2 separate regions of the Mus musculus genome follow, and region 1 is linked to region 2. The links are chromatin contacts, called in public HiChIP or PLAC-seq maps. All regions are on one chromosome and are shown on one strand. Each heading gives the region's core, a stretch centred on a gene start, on an enhancer-like site or on the middle of the called end of the contact. The rest is flanking DNA. Distances are from core to core; before and after follow the strand shown.

Region 1 (4,838 bases), core at 1,808-4,307, 540 kb before region 2:
CAGAGAAAGCAGTGGGCAAGGGTGGGGAGCTGGCTGGTTACACTGTCATTCATGTACAAATCTAAACGGGAAGTGAGGCAAGACTATAACCCCTTCCTTTAGGAAGGCTGTACCCCTAAGAGTGGTGGTTCTTGGCCTGCGATCCCTTTCAGGGTTAAGAGACCCTTTCACAGGTGTCACCTAAAACCATTGGGAAACAGATGTTTACATTATGTTAGCAAATTTACACAGAGAATTTGCTACATGATAGTAGCAAAAATTACAATTATGAAGTAGCAACAAAAGTGAGTTTATGATTGGGGGATAAACCATGAGGAACCGAATTGCAGTGTTGGGAAGGTTGAGAACCACAGTCTTAAAGGTTCAATAACATCCCCCCAAACAGCAGTATCAACTGGGGATCAAGTGTTCAAATACTTGAGCCTGTGGGAGGCCTTTTTCATTCAGACCCCAACAGGAGAGGAGACCTCACTACTGGAGAAATGGCAGTACTCTCACTCCCAGTTCCTCAGCCCCACACATTACACAGGGCAAGGCAATGCCTGTGTCTGGAATTGGAGAGTGTTAGGGTTGGAGGAGCTGGGGAGACTGTTGCCTCCTTTGTAGACCACCAAGTTCTGCTTTGTGCTGCCATCCCAAGAGGGGGACTAGAGGGCTAAACTGATAACAATTTACCAGGCTGATCTCTGCTGGAACCTCCTGAGGAATTCTGAACAACCCGACTTCCCTGCCAGGGTTGGTCCTTATCAACCACCACTGGTCATTCTAGAATGCACACACCCATTCTCTGTACCACCCCTATACTATTAGACTGAGCAGACAGGCCCTGCTTTCTCATGAAGTAGCCAGCAAATAAGACTTACAAGATCTGGGCTTAGCTTTGCTGGAATGCAGGTATTTAACAGGTATCCCACACTCCTGGTATCTCTAACTTCCCATCTCTTTCCCTAATTTTTCAGTTTTTGCTCTGCCAGCTTCAAACATCAATCGTCCTTTCCGTGGCTCCCCACAATTATTTTGACCTTGTAACATATTGTTTGGCCTCCAAGATCTTCCTCTGAAATCTGAATAACCCCATAACTTTTGTATTTTGCATATATGCAAAACCAGTATCATGTGGATTCCACCAAAGTCTCTCGCCAGCTCAGGCCGGGTGGTGGTGGCGCACACCTTTAATTCCAGAGGTGGCAGAGGCAGGCAGATTTCCGGTCTACAGAGTGAGTTCCAGGACAGCCAGAGCTACACAGAGAAACCCTGTCTTGAAAAACCAAACAAAACCAAAACCAAACCAAAAAAAGTAGCTGGTTTCTTGGGTCACCACTACCATGGGCTGAGTGCCTAAGCAGCTAAATATGGTGAAAACAACCTTGAGGTCACCAGTTCCTATGGGGGTCCTGTAGGAGCAGGGAGCCCTGACATTGAGAGCTCCCTTTTCAAGGGAAAGTCTTTCAAGTAAGTCTGCTTTCATATCCTGTTCCAAGGCAAAGCGCGAAGCTTAGTAGATGATAATCCATTCAGCCTACATGTCTTCCTTGGTCTCAGATTTACACTGGTTTTTCTTGTAAACAGCCTGATTTTATTTATACTTAGTCCTGTTTCATATGTAGAAGATGAAAGAAGTGGCCTTCTGAGCACTTAGAATGAGCAATACCAATGAAAGTGGTATAGGGGATGATGTGTGTGTACCTGTTTTAAAGAATGAGCAATACCAATGAAAGTGGTATAGGGGATGATGGGGTGTGTACCTGTTTTAAAGGTGTGTCGTCCCCCCCCCCTCCCCCGAGGACAGGGTTTCTCTGTATAGCACTGGCTGTCCTGGAACTCACTTTGTAGACCAGACTGGCCTCGAACTCAGAAATCCACCTGCCTCTGCCTCCCAAGTGCTGGTGTTAAAGGCGTGTGCCACCACCGCCCGGGCTTAAAGGTGTCTTGAAGGGCAAAGATGTCCTTGTCTGCTCAGTTCACTACACTGCCTGCCTCATTCACACACACACAGCTCTAACCTTAACTCCTCGGTTCACATACCATCTGGCCACCTCTCATGGATCACACAGCCTCTCTCCCCAGCTTTTTTGTTCACTCAGTCCCTTACCCTGAATCCTCACAGCCCGCTTCACCAGGCCTCCATATAGTCTCTCTCCTGTTCCCCATCCACATTGACAGTTACCCGCTCCCCATTCAGGAAGGCAACCATCCTCCATATCTGCAACCACGCATCTCTGCCCATGGGTTCCTCAATCACGCAGCCGTTTCCTGGGCTCTCTGGCTACAAAGCCCCAGCCAGTTCCCACAACACGCAGTTCTTTATCCCTGACTCCCTGTTAACACAGCCCGAAGTTCCCAGCTCCAGGTGCAAACACCCGGAGCCCTGGGCCCGCCCGTCGGCCTGCGCTGCGCACTACAACTCCCACGATGCCGCGCCACCGCCCCCCCGGCTTCCGGTGCTGCGCAGTTTCCGGAGCGGATCGCAACCCGGAGTCCGGATCCGACCCCGCTCTGCACATTCCACAGGCAGGTAAAGCCCCGGGCCCATGCTCGCCGCTGCCCCACCGCGCGCCCCTTGCTGCGGCCCGCGGCCCGCGCCTGGCCCGGGCTCGGCCTCCAGCCGCGCCCCCCACGCCCGCCCCGGTCCGGCCGCCGCGCCGCCTGTTCTTTGTTACAGTCGGGGCCGCGGGCGCCGTGGGCGATCGGAGTCAAAACCCGGCTGGAATCCGGAGCCGCTCCGGGATCGCCCTGCGCCCGCCGGGTTCCGCTGCCGCGGGCTTGGCCTCTGCCCTAAGTGCCCAGCCTGGGTTCCGAGCGCCCGGCCCCTGCCAACTGCCCTCCGCGCGCTCGGCCCACGCCAACCGGCGCCCGACCGCCCACTCGCGGGCTCGGCGCCCCCCGCCCCGGCGCGGGCTCAGGCGCTGCGCCCCTAGTGCGCCCAGGCCCAGCGGCCACCGCCAGGCCCTGCGTGGCTGCGGGCTCAAGTCTCTACAGTCCCTTCCCGGCTACCCGGCCGCCTTACCCGGTTTTCGGGCACAGCCCAGGGAGGGGCCTTCGTCTCCAGCCCCTTTGGCGTTTAAGAAAGTCCGAGGCTGTGCCGTGGCTCCCAGGCCCTGGCGCCTCACTCGTCTCTACCTTTTGGTGGCCCAGGGACCACAGTGGCAAGACAGGCTGGAGACATGTGCCCACCTACTATCTGGGAAAAGGGTGGACAGGTGGGGGCCAGGTGGAGCCTGCGTGCTCCTGAGGTGAGTTTTGAGAGGGCAGAGGTAGGACGAGAGAGGCAGTGGTGGGCGAGGGCGCGCTTATTCCCCCCCCCCCCAACACTTCATGGAATGGTGGAGGGCCTCTTCACACATGCTCATAAGCGTACCCCTCCTCCGAGGTGGTTTAAAATGGTAGAAGCTAGAATGTGAGCTGGAGACACGTGGACCTGTGCCTGAATTTAAAGCTGCCAACGCTTCTTTTAAAAAAACATATGCTAGAGCCCGTCAGAATCCTCCCATGGAGGTGCTTGTGCAGGCCACCGCTTGAGGTCCTGAAGGCAATTTTAAAAGTAAAACCTGAATTCTCCGACTTTGGGAAACCTCAGGGGTGGCAGAGACAGTACTCCCTGGAAAGTGCAGAGTAGTTGCTGAGACTTGATCGCCTATACACCCCACCCCAACCATATTTTGCTTCAAACCTACCGGCTTTCCATGTCTTACCTACTGCAGCTTCCTCCTCAGACTTGCCCTGAAATTACTGCTTTACTCTGAAATAAAACCTTTAGATCGGATTATTAAAGGGAAAAAGCACTAAGTTTTCTCCTGATGAGGTTTGTTTTTCCGTCTTTGATTCATGCTTTTCCACAAATGTCAGCAAAGAATATACTAGTTCTCTTTGGGGAACAGACAAGGTAGTTTGTTTTTCCAGAAGACAAATGGGTAGATTAAAACACCAACCACAGCTAGGTTGATGGCAAATGCTTATAATCCCAGTACTCTGGAGACTGAGCCAGAAGTCTATGTTCATGGAAGCCTGGACCATACAAAGCCAGCTACAATTACAAGGCTGTCTTAGAGAGATTACCTTTGAGAAGGACCACTGTTGCCATGGGGTGTCCTGTCATTTTTTTCCTGAAAGGTTATCTGTGCAGAAGGTAGGGAAGACATTGCTGCATTTTTCAGGTATAATAGAGCATAAAACTGGTCACCAACAGTGGCATAAAGGCTGGCCAGACTCAGATTCTCATTTGTAACATATGTCTGACACCTGTTCAGGATAACTTTCCCAGATTGTTCTACCAGGCCATTTCTGTGGTAAACGTTTGTGGACACCTTTCATACACCCAAGGGACAAAAGAAGAGGTGCAAGAGGCAGTGTAGACTATAAGTAACGGTGGTTACACAAGAGTGACAAGGACATGAAGGAAGAAGGTTGCTGGGTGTGCAGGGGTTGTTGGCACACTCTGCACTGACCTGAGCCATCTATCTAGGAAGGGTAGTTTAGTAGGAGACAGGTGCTGTGAGGAAATCTAGCCTCTAGTGGAAATCTAGTGGAAAGCAGAGTGGGCTAGTGCACAGAGGGCTGGGTGGGAACATAGTTGGGATCCCAGGCTGGGAAAGGCCAGTGAATCAGGGTGGAGAGCTTTGAACAGGACTGGCACAGGAACTGTGTCCTTAGAGTTGAGTCTGTGGGTGCTTTGGGGAGCCAGAGCACACACAAATACAGGCCAGTAGACTCCACTCAAAATAGAAGGAAACACCGAGATGATCCAGCACACGGCTGCTATCCTAGAGGCACCAGCTGGCCCACTGTCCAGGCATCCTTTGAGAGTCTGTGGGCATGAATGGGACCTGAGAGACTCTCGC
Region 2 (5,133 bases), core at 1,706-4,205:
TACTGGGGAAGCTTCGCATTGCATCCTCTGAAAAGGAAGCTCATTGCTGAACCAAAATCTATGTCCAGTATGGCCAGAAGAAAAAAGATTGTTAGTCTATCTCCAAGTGCTTGTTGTGCTTGGCGGTCAGTGAGTATGCATAATCAGAGCTGAATGCCCACAGTTCCCTCCTCCGTGTCCCTGTGCTTTCCAGGAAGGAACACTAACCAGTCACTCTTCCTCCTCTGTCACCTGTTTTCCACCTTGTGTGAGAACCCCAGTCTTGAAGCCAATGAGTCGGTCCTTTGGTTCCACCCTTGGATGTCCCCAAGTGCCTGTCCCCAAGAAAAGCCTGTGATTGCAAAGTCTCTCTTCTCTTCCCTCCCTACACTCCCATGGAATCTCTTTTAATAAGTGTTCACTTCTCAAGCAGCTGCTACAGAGAAGGCTGAAGCCAATGTCCTGCTCAGTATTAACCAGTGGGAGGTGGTACAAGGTGCCACTTAAGGAAGGAGTGCTTATAAAAGGGAATCTCGTGGTGTTAACTGTGACATCAACTGCTAGAAGCTGGAAGAGGGGATCTGTGAGGAAGAATGGGTGACTTCTAGTCCACTGGTGGCTAGGTTAGTTGAAAGCAAACAGCAGTTGCTTTCCTACACCCCCCCCCCCGTGTGTGTGTGTGTGTGTGTGTGTGTGTGTGTGTGTGTGTGTAGAGAGAGAGAGAGAGAGAGATTCACAGAGCACTTACATGTTGATGGCACAAAAACCAAATCTGATTCATGCAGCAGACAATTATTCAGCTATAAAAAGACCGTCCCAGTACATACTCCAACATTGCATGCATGAAAAACAGTGCATGTTACCACTTACACATAGACCATAGGTTAGAGGGTTAACAGACAGAAGGTAGAATGGTAGTGGTGACTGAATGAAAAGCGAGGCCTTGGCTGCTCCACAGTGTGGTTGGGGAGAAGATTTACTGTAGACATGAGAGAGAACATAGCCAGAGGCATCTGGAAAGGTCCTGGCTGAACAGGGCCAGTAGACTGAACCAGGCCATGGGAGAAGGGGATGGGAGAGCAAGAGAGGAAATGAGAAAGAGGAGAGGAGAGGGGAGGGAAGGGGAGGGGAGGGGAGGGGAGGGGAGGTGGGCAGGAGGGATCTCAGGACTGAGAGCATGAGAGAGACCAAAAGGCTGCATAGCCAAAATGGCTGAAGTTGTATAGGAATCAGAGACACTGCAGGGAGGAATGAAGCTCAGGAGCTGGAGGAGACAGGCTCAAGGCAAGGTGAGAAGTGCCTAGAGGAGCCAGGACTCTGCAACAAGGACTGGTGGTGCCAGGAGAGACTAGTCACCAGCCTCCACTTTGATATGTTAAATAGGTGCAGCTCAGCCTCTGTCCCTGTTTCTTTGAGACCTCACAAAGATGGTGTCCCCTGAGGCAAGCAGTCAATGTCTGGTAGAGACAGAGTGTCTGCTGGAGAAAATGGAAAATTCTAAGGTGGATGCTGGAGGTAGTTTATACAGTGTCAATGTGACACTAACTTCAGCCTAAAAGTTGTCAGGACATATAATTTAATGTTCTTGGAATAAAATCAACCTGGGAAGGTCATGTGCTGAGGTTACAATTTGTATGTGAGCTTCCTTAGTGCCTCTGCCTGCGGGACAGTTGGACAGGGTCTGAGGAACCGCCTGCGGAGAGAATGAGGGGTGAGGAACACAAGGACGGACAGCAAGTCTGATTGATCAAGCTGTCAAATTTTTATTTTTCCCAGGCAGGTTTTATGCCCACAGAAGCAGGGTATGGGGAGGGAGATGACGCAGAATCGCTCTTTGTTTCTGGGAGAACTCACCTGTTCCCAAAAGCAGGATATTGGCTAGGTAAAAAGTTCAGCAGGAGGAACAGAACAGAATGGGTTGCTAGGTACCTGTGCATAAGATCTATAGCTATTTGTTCTTAACTGAGGGTAGTATTTTCCCACGGAGGCCTCAACTTTCCCCACAAAAATCTCAACTAAGCTAATACTTTTCCACTAAGGCCAAAACTTTATAAGTAAGCACTTATGGCTGACAACGCAGTTAACATTCAAACAGGGTCAGTGGCTCCCAACACCTTAGGAAGAAGAACAACAGGGGAGGGGGGCATCTCACATGTTTATTTCCCAGCCTGAAGGTTAGCTGTTTGTTTTTTTGTTATCTTGTTTTGTTTATTTCTTTTCAATTTTACATAAACAACTACGGTTATTTAGAAAGGGAAACCTCAAAAATGCCTCCATAAGTTTTGTCTGTAGGCAAGGGTATGGGACATATTCTCCATTAATGATTGGTGTGGGAGGCCCTGGCTGACTCTGGGCAGTGTCACCCTGGGCAGATGGTTCTGGACTAGATAAGAAAGCAGGCAGAGAGGGTGAGTCATGAAGAACAAGCCAGTAAGTGCCCCTCATCCCTGACCTCATTTTCACCTCCTCCCTCCAGGTTCCTGTTTGACTTCCTGCCCTGGCTTCCTTTGATAGAATAAAGGCTGTAAGATGCAATAAACCCTTTCTTCCCCAAGTCGTTTTTGATCACTGTATTGTTGTAGCCATAAAAGGATAACAATCAGGTCCTGTTCACAGGTCACTTTGGCCCCAAAGGACTCCAGGCTCTATGGCATGTCTAGCTCAGCTCTGGGGAGTAAGGCTGAGAGTAGAATTTAAAGACCCACTGAGATAGATTCACAAGGAAGGTTAAAGATATCCAATTGCTGGGGTCTTTTGAATGTTAGGCCCAATTCTCTCTGACCAGGCAGGCTTCTTAGATGACCCGCTCTCAGGACCCTCATCTGTGTGTGTGTAAGTGTACGTGTATATGTGTGTGTTTATGTGTCTCTCTGTGTGTATGTGTGAGTGTGTGTGCATGTGGTAGGGGGCACTCAGTACTTACCTCAGAGCTTCTCTGACTAGAGAAAGAGTGTAGAGGGAAAGGTCACCCCCTGCCCCCTCCCCCACATCCTTCCTGTTCATGTAAACCAGAGTGCCTTGAACTTACCTCCCTGCCTTTGCTATCCTTTCAAGTGTGGGAATGTGGCAATTGCATGGAGGCCCCAGGCTCCTAGAAAATCTTCCCTGGGGGATACAGGGCCAATAAGTCACCTCTTTCATATGGAGGGCATCATAGCTTGTGGTTTTGGCTGCAAAAGGAAGCATGAATGGGGTGAAGGGTAGCTTGTGCTAGACTTTGCCTTAATTAGCGAAAAGCCTTGTGACCATTTTGGGGTGTGTGTGTGTGTGTGTGTGTGTGTGTGTGTGTGTGTGTGTGTGATGAATTCAGGTAGGTGTTTACTTCCTCCTCCAGGACCACTGTAAGGTCATGCCTACAGAGCTCCTAGTGTTAATCCTGGGAGTCTCAAGAGAGAAAACCAAACAAAACAGTTCTACAATTTTGAGCCAAACTGGAAGCAAGTTTTAACTAAATACTGACCAGGATGGATTTTGGTCAGGACCACTCTCTGGAATTCCCAGGGAGAAACCATAAGACATGTGTTGTAGTAGCATTTTAAAAACAAAACCATGCAGTCACTGTGTTTTCCCATGTGGCCATTGATTTAGTTAGGGTGTTACTGCTGTGAACAGACACCATAACCAAGGAAAGTCTTATAGAGGACAAAATTTAATTAAGGCTGGTTTACAGGTCCAGAGGTTCAGTCCATTATCGTCAAGGTGGGAGCAGGGCAGTGTCTAGGCAGGCATGGTGCAGGAGGAAATGAGAGTTCTACATCTTCATCTGAAGGCAGCTAGCAGATCCTGGCTTCCAGGCAGCAAGGATGAAGGTCTTAAAGCCCATACTCACAGTGACACACTTCCTCCAAAAAGACCATACCTACTCCAACAGGGTCACACCTTCTAATAGTACCACTCCCTGGGCCAAGCATATGCAAACCATCACAGTCGTCATTTGAACTGTACTTCCTGCTAATTTACCTTTCTCAGATCTCTGATGGCATTGATGACTAGGCTAACTGTAGCCCTGTCAGCTTGGCAGCAGCAGGCAACCAATTCCTTCCCTCAAGGCTGCAACCACCTTGTTAGTTGTCTAAAGCTACTAGGTCTCTTGTCAAGAAAAGGCAGGCAGGCTTGCGTTGCTAACAAGATAAGGCAAGGTTTCAGGTGTAACTTTGCACGAAGGGAACATGCTTTGCAATAATTGTTCTCAGTAATAACTACTTGTGACTCTGAAAAATGGTTAGATTTAAAAAAAAATAAGGTTTAAAATCCATGCAAGTTCTGAGTGTCTAAAAAGATGTTCTAAGGTATAGAGGGTCTGCAGATGTAAAAGCTTAAAAAAGTTCTGAGGGTCTCAGAAAATGATTTAAGATGTATAGATACAAATTCTAAAAGGCATAAAACATGGTTCAAGGCATGTGAAAATGGAAAATGTTTCAGATTTCTTTTACCCTTCTATGCTATTGTTACACTAAGATTTCAAAAATTCAGAGTTTTAACATTGACCAATAGAGTTCTGATAAACTGGTAGAACACTGACTACTTCCTATTCAGTCACAAGCTCAAGATTTTAAATTTCCTTTGGTTGTCTTCTAAGTATTGACTTAAAGGTACTTTTCACTGGGCTAAAACATCTCTGCCCAATCTATATATCTGGCTCTCTGAACAGAAGAAAAAAATGTTCATGCATTTTAACTTAAAGCTACAGTTTTTGCTAGGACTCAAAGGCATAAGTCTATTCTAGCTATTTTATAATGTGGATTTCAATACAGATTAATGCTAATATATTTAGAAGTTTTATTTCTTTTCGTAAACTATAAATTCATGTAAGCTTCAGGAATCAAAGAAGTCATATGACTTGGATCTGCCTGTCACAGATCAAATGACTCCAGAAGCAGCCTATGTTTCTGTTTCATTCCTGTCTATTTCTGAAAGTGGGATCTCTGCTCCGGTCTTAGATTCTTCTCCTTCCCCAATTACTAGGACCATGGACTTGGAAGTTCCAAATGTAAATCCCTAAATTTTAACGTCTTTACCTACTCTATATTTGTCCCAGCAGATTTCCATGTGGCTGACAGACTCCACCCAGGTGATCACCTATGGACTGCAAACTACAGAGCTCTGGACTTTGCTGAAAGCTGATGCGAACCAGTCTGGCCAATGCTTCCTATC

What was found. HiChIP or PLAC-seq counts read pairs in DNA pulled down with a chosen protein or histone mark.
Region 1: a contact with region 2 is called in an H3K27ac HiChIP or PLAC-seq map of the HPC-7 cell line, with 7 times the contacts expected there. The contact joins the promoter of Prdm15 here to the enhancer-like site in region 2. A contact is called at or near these places in 2 of 39 promoter capture datasets (the 3T3-L1 cell line and hippocampal neurons), 5 of 115 datasets of contacts at active chromatin or transcription factors (the HPC-7 cell line, craniofacial prominence, embryonic forebrain and 2 more) and 1 of 9 other capture datasets (embryonic stem cells).

The regions. Positions count from the first base shown.
Region 1 is chr16:97,849,446-97,854,283 of GRCm38.p6, reverse strand. It overlaps Prdm15 (PR domain containing 15), which reads left to right and starts at 3,057. Exons shown (of 24, transcript NM_144789.2): 1 at 3,057-3,233. The coding sequence starts at 3,165.
Region 2 is chr16:97,307,918-97,313,050 of GRCm38.p6, reverse strand. No RefSeq gene overlaps it. Among named protein-coding and RNA genes, the nearest start is that of Bace2, 46 kb to the left of the region's middle. Within about 2 kb of position 2,955, at least 59 of the 459 cell types and tissues checked have an H3K27ac peak or open chromatin away from gene starts, as enhancers often do. A contact at or near this core is called in the HPC-7 cell line, where this site is marked.